Regions from separate parts of the Mus musculus genome. Here all the other regions are linked to region 3. A link is a contact called in public promoter capture Hi-C data. All regions are on one chromosome and are shown on one strand. The core of a region is the stretch at or near the end of the contact, and the rest is flanking DNA. Distances in the headings are between cores, read along the strand shown.

Region 1 (3,414 bases), core at 657-3,156, 2.7 Mb before region 3:
AACAACTGGAGGATAAGTAAAAGAAAACATTCTTTGTTGTTTCGATACGTGTATCTTTATACCAGGGTTTGGTCCATATCTAGGGAATTCTGATCCAGTCCAACTTGCTTATCTTACACTTGGTGTCTTGCCCAGCTGCAGAAATGGGACCTGACCCACATTCCAGCATTCCTCCTGCCCCTCTGGGAACATTAATACCTCCCTAGTCTCTGCTTCACCAACTAAAAGATGGATGGCCGCATGAAAAAGGAGAGGAGATTGAAATCCCAAGGTTGATTCTGAATGGCAGTGGGAAATACAGAGCCTCCATAAAGAGTGACCTTTGCTGTGCTAAAGAAGGGGGCTTAGTTAGCTTTTAGGGAGGGGGAAGATACCATCTTTTATTGTGCCCCAGTATCCTTCAATGGTGATGCAATTGAGGGCTGGAAGAAGGACATGGCTTGTTCAAGTTCTCATGTCTTCTTAGTGGCAAAGGGAAACCTGTGGCTCCATCTTTGCCTTCCTTCTGGGGCCTCACTCTGGTTTTAAAACTCTGGCATCTCAGTGTACTGGTAAAAAATGGATCTACACCTTTATGAAGGCTGTAGAATATATTTATTCTTATTATTCCGTATCAGTGAGAATTAGAGCTTAATCCTGTACCAGATGGCCCAGGAGTCTTGGCTGGGGCTGATTACTTGTTTGGCACACCCATGCTGCCCAGAACAAGCGGGCAGTGAACCCCAGAGATTCTGTCAGCTGATCCCAGAACGACTCACCGCAAATCGCTTCCCACAGCCCTCATTGCCACAGCATCCGCAGCAGTCGTTGTTCTGCAGGCCCAAGAACACAAGCGCAGGGAAGATCATCTGCCGGCAAGAAAAGTGCTTAGACGGTCTGGGGTGAAGGGAAACCCACACTTTTTCTTGCCAGTGAAGACCTCAGGTCTCAGGGGCTTAAGTGGGGCAGGCAAGACCTAACAGCCGATGGCTCATGGCAGCTTTTAGTACAGGGATTCCATTTGGTCAACTTCTGTGAGGAGATTTTAAGAGTAGATAGGCTGAGTTTTTCGTTTACAGGGTGGGTTTAGGGCAAGGATATATTTATACTCAGTGTATAAAAAGCAAGGCCTCCACTACTACAAGCTGGAGGTCCCACGCGTATTTGGAAACAAGGAGATGAAGAAGCCGTGAATTCCTGAATGAAAGCTTACTTACAGCTTCTGTGTCCCTTCATTCTAAGTCAATCCATTTGTATAAAGCACTGTGTTCTGTTTTTAGTTCTTATTGCCACAATTGACTAGAGTAAAATAATCAAGTGGCTATTAGCTTGGTTCTCTGGGCTCAGATGTCTTAGGGTGACTCCAGCCCAAACTTGGGGATGAACCACTTAGTAAACCAAGCTGTCCCCAGCCGCGAATAGAAAGGGGAAGTATATTAGGGCACTACTTTTCATCGCATATAGGTTGTAAGCTTCAAAATGGCATCTCCTGCAATAAGGACAGACGAGGATTTGCCTTCGTGGGAATGTTAAGGTTTCTCTACTCACCAAGACTCCACTTCCCAATATTCCTCCGAAGTACCAGACCTCATCCGAAAGGTGGCTTTTGTCGTTCACCACTTTTCCTCCAGGAAAGAACAACAGGATATTTGCCAGGAGGCCAAACACAGCCAGGGGAATGAGGGTGCCCCCCAGGCACCTGGCACAGCCCCCAGTACACATGCTGGGGGGTCACAGGAAAGCACAGAGATCAAAGGCTCGTCGCCACCAGCTTGACGGTTCTCCTCAGGGATTGCAGCAGCACGTTCCAGTGGCTGTACCGGGGTCAATAAGAAAAGTGGGACCAAATATCAGAGTTCTTTGAACCTTGGAGACACTTCACTTCTCAACTACGGCAGGCCTTCAGTGGCAATGGATATTTATATCCCTGACTCTATGTCTCTCTCTCTCTCTTTTTTTTCCAACCCCATAAATGAGATTACGTTTTGTGCGATCGTTCAATTGTTTTGCCATGGAGACCAATAACCTCTGTTAATAATCCACCAGCACAGACAAGACATTCAAGTTGTTGCAATTGAAGAGAAGGCTGGGACAAGCAGTGCTCAGCACTGCCCCTTTAATTTCATAATGTCTCTGCCCAAATAAAGAAGTATTCCCTGGGCATTATATACATCACTCTCATAACCCACTAATATCCTGATTAATGTTATGACTCCCAAACACTAAGTGATCTGCTTGGCTCTTCCTTGGTCTTGTTCACGGAAAGCCTGAAACACAGGCTTATCCAGATGGCCTTGCTTTCCTTAATAGAGAAGCAATTCCACGGACTTATTGGATACTGCTGAATTCAGGCCTGGCGTTTTTAAAGGATAAAATCAGAACAGCTATTTGTTTTACTGCCCGACTGCTGTATTTCTTTATTTGTTTACTCAATTAGGTAATTAAATACCATGTTCTTCCCAACACGTCATAGAATCGGCAAAACCAACTTTTCTAATTGGATTGTTTTGTTACTTCATACAGAAATAGAAACCTGTGTCTAAAGGGCAAGGCAAGAGAGCCCTGGGAGAAGCTAGATGCTAATGGAGGTAGAGAGGAGGAGACTGGAGGCAGCTAGAAATCGGAAGGGAGGAAGGAAAACAAACCCATGCAGAGGCTTTGCCGCCTTACAGGAGCACGGTTCAGTTACTAGTTTGCTTTGTGTCATTTAAGTTGTCTCAGACACACTTACACCAGCTCCACACGATGCATTGACCTATCCTGGTACTGTGTGATGAGTCAGCCAGAGGACTATGGGGTGAGGAAGAGAATTAGCTCTTTACTGACAGTCTAGAGGTCAAAACTAAGGACAATAAGTAAAATATTTAGGGGTTGGAATTGTTGCAAAAACAAAAATAAAAGCAAAGCAAAACAAAACAAAACAACAACAATAAAACCAAGCAACTGACACCTAACTGTCATGGAGCACTTGCTCCTTGGCAGGGATGGCCAGGGAAACAGTGGACTATGCTTTGCCAAGTCTCCAGGACCACTGTCCAGGGGAGCCGGCTGTGAGAAGGATTATAGAGAGGCAGACACTGAGGTTCATTCTGAAGAGTCTACAAAATGTGCCTTGGTTGTTCTGTATACACACTTAGAGAACTCAGGGCCAGTGTGAGATAAACAAAAACAAAAGGAAGTGTTCACTGAACATCTGCAAAATCACCCCAAAGTACAAATGAGTATTTTTAGTGTTCCCTTCTACCCAGACTAGCATTTTCCATCTAGTTCAAATAGGCTTAGAAAATTCTTTAAAGTCACCCCAGCGGAAGATGATGGGCTAATGCTGTGTGTGTGTGTGTGTGTGTGTGCACACGCGCGTGCGTGCGCACACACCCATGTGGAGATCAAAGGAGGATGCAGCGTCTCCTGCTTTATCACCCTCCATTCATCTCT
Region 2 (3,517 bases), core at 299-2,798, 2.7 Mb after region 3:
ATACAAAAAACAAGGCCCAGCCTTCTTTTATTCCTGGGTACTTTAGAAAACAGGGCTGTGTTTTTACCCCCTCCCCCCCCCAAATCCATTCAAAAAGCCGTTTCATGAACACCCCACCATCGAGGTCTGTAGCCCAGGGACCCCAGAAGTGCTAGCAATTTCTGCCTTTTCATTTTTGCAGACGTCTCTGGGCAATGGTGTAAGACTGAGCCAAGGGTGTTTGAACTTTCTTGTCAGATGTTCTACTCAGTGTCTGGGTAGATAATGTGTGATAATAATTAACAAAACCTGAGATTACTTCTCTGCAGCTACTCCATTTCAATCGTGCTATTGTGAATGTGAATCCATTGAAATAAAAAAATATATCTAGTGGTAAGCTAAGCCTGCCCCCCACACACTTTTTGGCTTGTTTTTGTTTTGGTCACAACAAACTGTGAAATGCTGTGTTTTTTTTTTCTTTCTTTCTTTCTATAGTTCTAAAGCATGAAATCTGCAATCTTTCCACTTGATTTAGGCAGGACCCTTAATTGCTGCCGTCATTAGCACCTAGTGTTCAAAACAGTCTGTTTAAATGTACTGTTAGTCTCACCTCCAAGTCCCTGCTTGCTTGGTTTTATTTTTTTTCAAGGATAAATAAAACAATAATCGTCATAATAACCACAGTCGTTATGTACAGAGAAATAAATAATATCCCAAGGTTTTGTTTTGTTTTGACTGCTTAGTTCTGTTCATTGAGGAATGGGTACTTTGATGAAATTTCCAGGAGGTAAAGGTGACTGACTGCCCCAGATCTTGACAACCTTGGTTCAAACTCAAGTACCCACCTTAGAGGACTCCACAAAGCTGTCTTCTGACTTCTAAGCGTGCGTGGGGTGTGGCACTAGGCACTTCTTCCCAATAAACAAATAAACGTAAGGAAAAAAAATTATTTGAGTTAAAGAGGGTCCTAGAGTTTGAGCAAGAGTTCACTAGCAGGGTCTTCTCTGGGCCTTGAAAACAAGCCACTCGTTTGCCTATTTCATTTCACATGGGTGGGGATGACAGCTGCTGGGAAGCTGCACTGTTTCTGCCTGGTCATGCACATTTCTGCAATATAATGCATAAATGTATAACAACAACTTGGGCTCGCTGGATACCTCGCTGGGCAGAAGGAAACACAGCCAGCCTGGCGCGTCCCCGCGCACTCGCGCGCGCGCACACACACATACACGCGCGCCGCGCGCTCACTTACACACACACACACACACACACACACACACACACACACACACACACACACACACACACACGGGTCAAAAGGTGATCCACTCCTAAGATTCCCCCCAATCTTTGTTTTCCCCCCTCTTCCTGGCAGGTCGGGGCTTCCCAGCCTGGGGAGCAGCTGGATTGGGGAAGGGGAGGGGGTGGGGGGGCAAGGGAGGCGGGAGTCAGGTCGGTGCGCGCCGCGCCCGCTCCCGCCAGGGGAGAGTCCGGGCCGGGTTTTGCACCGGGTCCCCGGGCTTGTCTCACGGCCTCCAGCCGCCGCCGCTGCCGTGTTTACTGAGCTCGCGCGTCCTGATATCACTCCGCTGGCATGGAGGAGGAGGAGGAGGTGGAGGAGCGCGAGGAGGAGGAGGAGGCGGCGGCGGCGGCGAGCAGTTGATCATTGTGATGGTGGCGGAGGCGGCGGCGGCAGCGGCAGCCTGGCCGAGCATTAGTGGCTGCTCTCCGCGCGGCGTTTCGCAAAGGACTCCAGCGATCTACTTTTGCAGTCGCCTCGGACTGTCCATGTGTTTACTTGCCCAGCCCGAGGACTCGATGTCTAGGCTCCTGTGAAATGCAACTGAGCAGCCAAAGTACTTTGAGAACACGGGGCGGCATAAACACCAAAACTTTTTTGTGGAAGGAAAATGCAATAAGCAAGCTCGCCGTTTTCCGATGCGGCGTGGAGTGAGTGTGTGTCGCGCGTGTCCGCACTGGAGGCACACGCTCGTGTGTGTACATGGGGTGTGTTTTTCGGTACGTAGGGAGAAAATGCTTGCCAACCACCGGAAACCTCCTGGAATTTATTAGAAAATAATGGATTATTAAAAGGAGGCAGGCGAGGAGCGGATCTCCCCTTGAGTTGCAAGCCGATCTGCTGCCGGCTCAGTTTGTTGGGATTCTATTTGTTGATAGGTGTCTGATGGTATTCTGATAACACCCCCTTTTTTTCTCCCCTCGATCTTTACAGTTTTTTTAAGGAAAAAAAACACCCCAAAATCTCTTCCCCCTTTTTTCACCCCGTGGGGATCGCTGTTTTTTCATCCATGTGCTTGCGTCTCCCCCGCGTTCCACTTAAACTATTTTAATCCTTGGACCCAAGGAGAAGGCTGATAGGGGGTGGATTAAAAAAAAAAGTTCTTCCAAAATAGTGTGCCCCGGGAGCAGGATGGGGGATTTCGCAGCCCCCGCTGCCGCCGCGAATGGTAGTAGTATCTGCATCAACAGCAGCCTGAGCAGCAGCCTCGGCGGGGCCGGGATCGGCGTGAATACTCCCAATAGCACTCCGGTTGCTCCGAGTGGCAATCACCCCGCTGCCGGCGGCTGCGGCGGCTCCGGGGGCCCCGGCGGCAGCTCGGCGGCCGTCCCCAAGCACAGCACGGTAGTCGAGCGGCTCCGCCAGCGCATCGAGGGCTGCCGGCGGCACCACGTCAACTGCGAGAACAGGTATCAGCAGGCTCAGGTGGAGCAGCTGGAGCTGGAGCGCCGGGACACCGTGAGCCTCTATCAGAGGACCCTGGAGCAGAGAGCCAAGAAATCGGGCGCCGGCAGCGGCAAGCAGCAGCACCCGAGTAAAACCCAGCAAGATGCGGAGGCTGCCTCAGCCGAGCAGAGGAACCATACGCTGATCATGGTGAGGGCTCACTGGGGTGCGCGTTGGGGTCGGGGGCGTGGAGTTCCTGGCTTGGGGGCTGTGAGGGTCTGATTTGCACCGAGGGATGAGGTGGGATGGAGACGAAGGGTTAACGTCAACTTTTCTCAGGGTAAACGCTTTCGCCGCCGCCGCTACCTGTTAATCTGTCAGGGTTGTCAGATTTGGGGAGGAAGGGATGAGAGGGAGAGAAGCCAGTCACGACTCCAAGGGGAGGAGGGAGCTTTAGTGCCAGAGTGAGGTGCAGGAAAAGTTTCCCCCTCCTTGTCTTAGAAATCGATGCGAACCAGAGTGAACCCAGGAGTAGAAACCACGCTGCTCCTCTCCGCGCCCCGCCTTCACCTTTCTCTGTACCACCGCGCCTCCCCAGATAGGTCCCCTTTCGCCCACCCCTCTCATCACATCCGCCGGGTGCAGGGAGAAATTGATGCTGTCGCACATTCTGAGTGGGCGCCAGGCCCTGAACCCTTAGGAGGGGAAGGAAGAGTCCCTGACTTCCTCTCCTTTGGGCTTGGGAAAGTCTGAGAGTTTTGTGAATGAACTTTGAAGTGGGTGAGAAGCGAGTGAGGGTGGCTGCGCGCGCGTACTCGTGGGGGCGCGCGCGGATGCCGGGCGCGCGAGCGC
Region 3 (3,425 bases), core at 515-3,014:
ACATCTTAGGGTATCAGAGACACAGAAGTTTATACCAGTGAATATTTTCTGATTTGCCCATTAGCTGGGGAATATGTCAGTAAAAGCAAAAGAAATATTTGATAAAGAAAACACCAAGTGCCTCATGCTGACTTTAAAAGACTTGACAAGTGCTTAAGGTTAACTTTAATTTGTCTCTGATTTTTAGACAACTCCACTGGTAAGTGAGCTTGCTGGATCCAGACTAGGCAAACATTCTCCAAAGCATAGCTCAAACTGGGTGGGGGTAGGGGGGTGAGGGGAGGAGAGGGGAGCAACCCGACAAAGCCAACCACTCAAGCATAAAAGTGGGGGGCCTCAGTGTCAGGAAAGACTCAGAAAAGGCTGGCTTGCAGGAAGCTGCCTTGTCACCAAGGAGTCTGTTTTCAGAAATACTTGACACCTTGATAATCTTAGCATATTTTAAAGGTTCCTTATTTATAAACTACCACACCGGTTTCTTAACTGTGATGTCCTTGGATAATCAACCACAGATCTAAACTCATGTTCCTGGCTTTCTAAAGGCAGAGCATTGAATCCTGGTCGTTTGCTAGAGAGTGTGCTAGGGCTGAATTTTTATTTCCTTTTTAAAATATAAATGAATAGTTTTTTAAGTGTAAACATCCGAAGGCATTCCTTCTCATTGACAGGCATGCTAGCACATTTCACAACCACAAATCCTCCCGAGGAGTGGCCTAGGAAGCGGCAATGATTTAAAGGGCCGAAGACTACCGTTATTCTCCACTCCCGTTGCTAATTACATTTTTACAGAACGTCGTCAGCAAGCCATAAAAGTAAAAATGATTCCTAGTGTTCTGTGGCTGTGCATTTGACCGAATTACATACAATTTGCTTCCAAAAGGAGATCCACTTCATTTGTAGGTTATTTCTCAGGAGGACCAGTTCCAGTCCAGAGATAGGCTGACGCTAACGGAGGACCTCAAAACTATCATTTTAAATTGCCATGGTAGAGAGAGGGAGAGAGGGGAGGGAGTAAGAAGTGCAGCGATTAGCCACCCTTAAGAAGGTTCCCCACACGCCTCCCACAAGGCCGGCGTCAGTCAGTCGCCTGCATCTGTCCCCACCTCGCCCCCTCCTGTCTGCGCAGCGCTGGCACCCAATGGTAGGCCCAGGAGAAGACAAACACAACCCAACAGCTACAGACACTCAACATTCCTAACTTTTTTTCTTCTCTTTCTCACTGTGTATGCCTCAAAGGTAAGCAGAGAAGGAAAAAAAAAATGACATGAGTATGAAATAAGGCTTCGTAGCCAAGGGTGCCCTGGAGTTTTAAAATCTCCCCCAGAGTCACAATAACTACCTTACACGCACTCACACTAGCCTCTTTACTGTCATGCTCTGCAGCAAAGGACTACTTCCCGGAGCTGAGCTCCAGGGCGCCTGTCCCTGGGTACAGGACAGTGTGCATCCTTCTGCACTCGGCCCACGCGCATCCCGCATCCCTGCCCACGCCCCGGGTCACGCGTCGCGCCATAGGTCCCAGGTGCTGGGATGCCGCGGAGCCCTCGCACACTACAGACACCACCCAGGTTCTCCACGGAGAACCAAGTCCCACGCCTGGGGACCTCAGGGGCCTCCCGAGTGCCCACGCCCGCGGCATGGCAGCGCTTACCTGTCCGAGAGGTGCCACGCGTGCCCCCCGCGCACTCCGGTTGCGCGGTAGCTGCAGGGTCGGCCGGGCGGCGGCGGGACCGAGACAGCGGCTCCAGAGGCGTCAGTCAGGCTGGAGCCTCCTCCTCGGCCGCCCGCGTGAGTGCGCCGCGCTGGAAGGGCGCCAGGCGGCCGTGCGCGCAGCCCCAGCCAGGAGGGGCCAAGCGCCCTGGCCGCGCCACGCTCCCCGCCCCGCCGCGCACCCGCCCGCTCTGCACATCATGCCTGCAGAGAGCCTTCAGGGACAGAGGAGTCTCCGGGTCATCCCCAGAAAATGTCCTTCCCACCTGGACAGGCTGTAGGCAGCAGAGGGAGGGGGGCGGTTGTCCTCCCCTCCCCTTGCTCCAGGAGAGGCAGACAGGACCACCAACCATGCCTGTCTCCTGAACCGCAGAGTCCTGGTCCCTGGAGGCCACGCTTACTGGCTGTCTGTTCCTCTGAGGCATGACTGGCCCTGGCATCAGCCCAAGAACATCTAAACGAGCTGAGTGGCAAGCAGAGTTTCAAACCAGTTCTATAATATGTAGGTTGTGATTTCTTATCCAGCGTAGAATACATGCTACCTAATCTACTCATGATATACATCATGGGCACGAGGAACCTTCCTGCCCAGTGGCCTGGCTATCTCCTAGGTTGCCTGCCTCTGAAAAGCCGCTTGGAAAGTGGCACCGGTATGCCGAAGGCCTTTGATCCCTCACCAAACCTCCTTATAGGTCTTCCAAGAGGAAGAGGATGGTACAGGGCCACCTCAGTCAGCCCCAGAACACAAATGTCCACTAAGAGGCCAAGGCACCTTTGAAATGTAAACGAAGGTCCTTCGGTTGAACTTCTTTTTCTAATCCTCAAACCTCCGCTTTCTGGAACACGGGTAGTTTTGCATCATCATCCAAGTGTAGCCTAGGAGGGCCTTGCTTGTAAAAACAGATCGCAGAAGTTTAAATGCCTCTTTAACTTCAAATCGAAAGTGTCTTTCTACACCTGGCTCATCTACCCTGCTGTAACCGAGCTATGATAGGTTTCTGATTGACCTGGAGAGGAAGAAACCCCAGAAGAAATACTGTCCGGTGGTGGTGGAACGTTCCAAGCCATGGGCTGGAAGAGGGCTGTGCTTTGTGTATATTTAGAGGCAAGTAAACTAATTAGGTTCTCTGAATCGATACCTTGCAGCTCAGGGATTCCACCCCCCTCCCAGAAATGATATTAAAGAAAGAAGTGATCCAATCAGATTCGGAAGAAGCACAAACTGTTGGAAGACCTCTGCTAAGCAGGCTCAAGCTTCCACAATGGAGGCTGTGAGTTCACAGAAGTCAAGAGACATGTAGGAAGGGGTAGGGGTGGGACGGGCCTTTGTGTGTCCTCTGCCCTTTCTGGACTTTACTCCCTAAAGGTTAGGGAGATAAAACAGTAAGACCTGGTGGGATTCAAGAAAGGGCAAACACCAGCCCTGGAGAAGAACACACGCTGATGGATTCTTTTGACCACCCTGGTTATAAAAATTCTCCTCTCTAATCTATCTTCTTCTGCGTTTTTTTTTTTTTAATCATATAATAGGAACATAATTCTCTTCCACCACAGCACTGTGTTACAGAAATGCACAGGAAACCAGACTGTCAACAGTTGTGATGAGGTGGTAATTCCCTTATAAATTTGGTTAGGGACCTGAAAAAAAAAAAAAAGCACAGCTAAAATTTTCTGGGAGAATATACCAATTGGGAAGACTGTGAGCATCCTTGCTG

The links. Promoter capture Hi-C pulls out the DNA fragments that hold promoters and counts their contacts.
Region 1: a promoter capture Hi-C map of liver shows a contact between it and region 3, with 9 times the contacts expected there. The contact joins the promoter of Tm4sf4 here to the promoter of Smad9 in region 3. A contact is called at or near these places in 2 of 39 promoter capture datasets (both in liver).
Region 2: a contact with region 3 is called in a promoter capture Hi-C map of liver, with 4 times the contacts expected there. The contact joins the promoter of Maml3 here to the promoter of Smad9 in region 3. A contact is called at or near these places in 2 of 39 promoter capture datasets (hippocampal neurons and liver).

Annotation. Positions count from the first base shown.
Region 1 is chr3:57,423,902-57,427,315 of GRCm38.p6, reverse strand. Tm4sf4 (transmembrane 4 superfamily member 4) reads right to left here and starts at 1,906. Exons shown (of 5, transcript NM_145539.2): 1 at 1,528-1,906; 2 at 759-848. The coding sequence starts at 1,701.
Region 2 is chr3:52,103,037-52,106,553 of GRCm38.p6, reverse strand. Maml3 (mastermind like transcriptional coactivator 3) reads left to right here and starts at 1,548. Exons shown (of 5, transcript NM_001004176.2): 1 at 1,548-2,875. The coding sequence starts at 2,411.
Region 3 is chr3:54,753,921-54,757,345 of GRCm38.p6, reverse strand. Smad9 (SMAD family member 9) reads right to left here and starts at 1,764. Exons shown (of 6, transcript NM_019483.5): 1 at 1,652-1,764.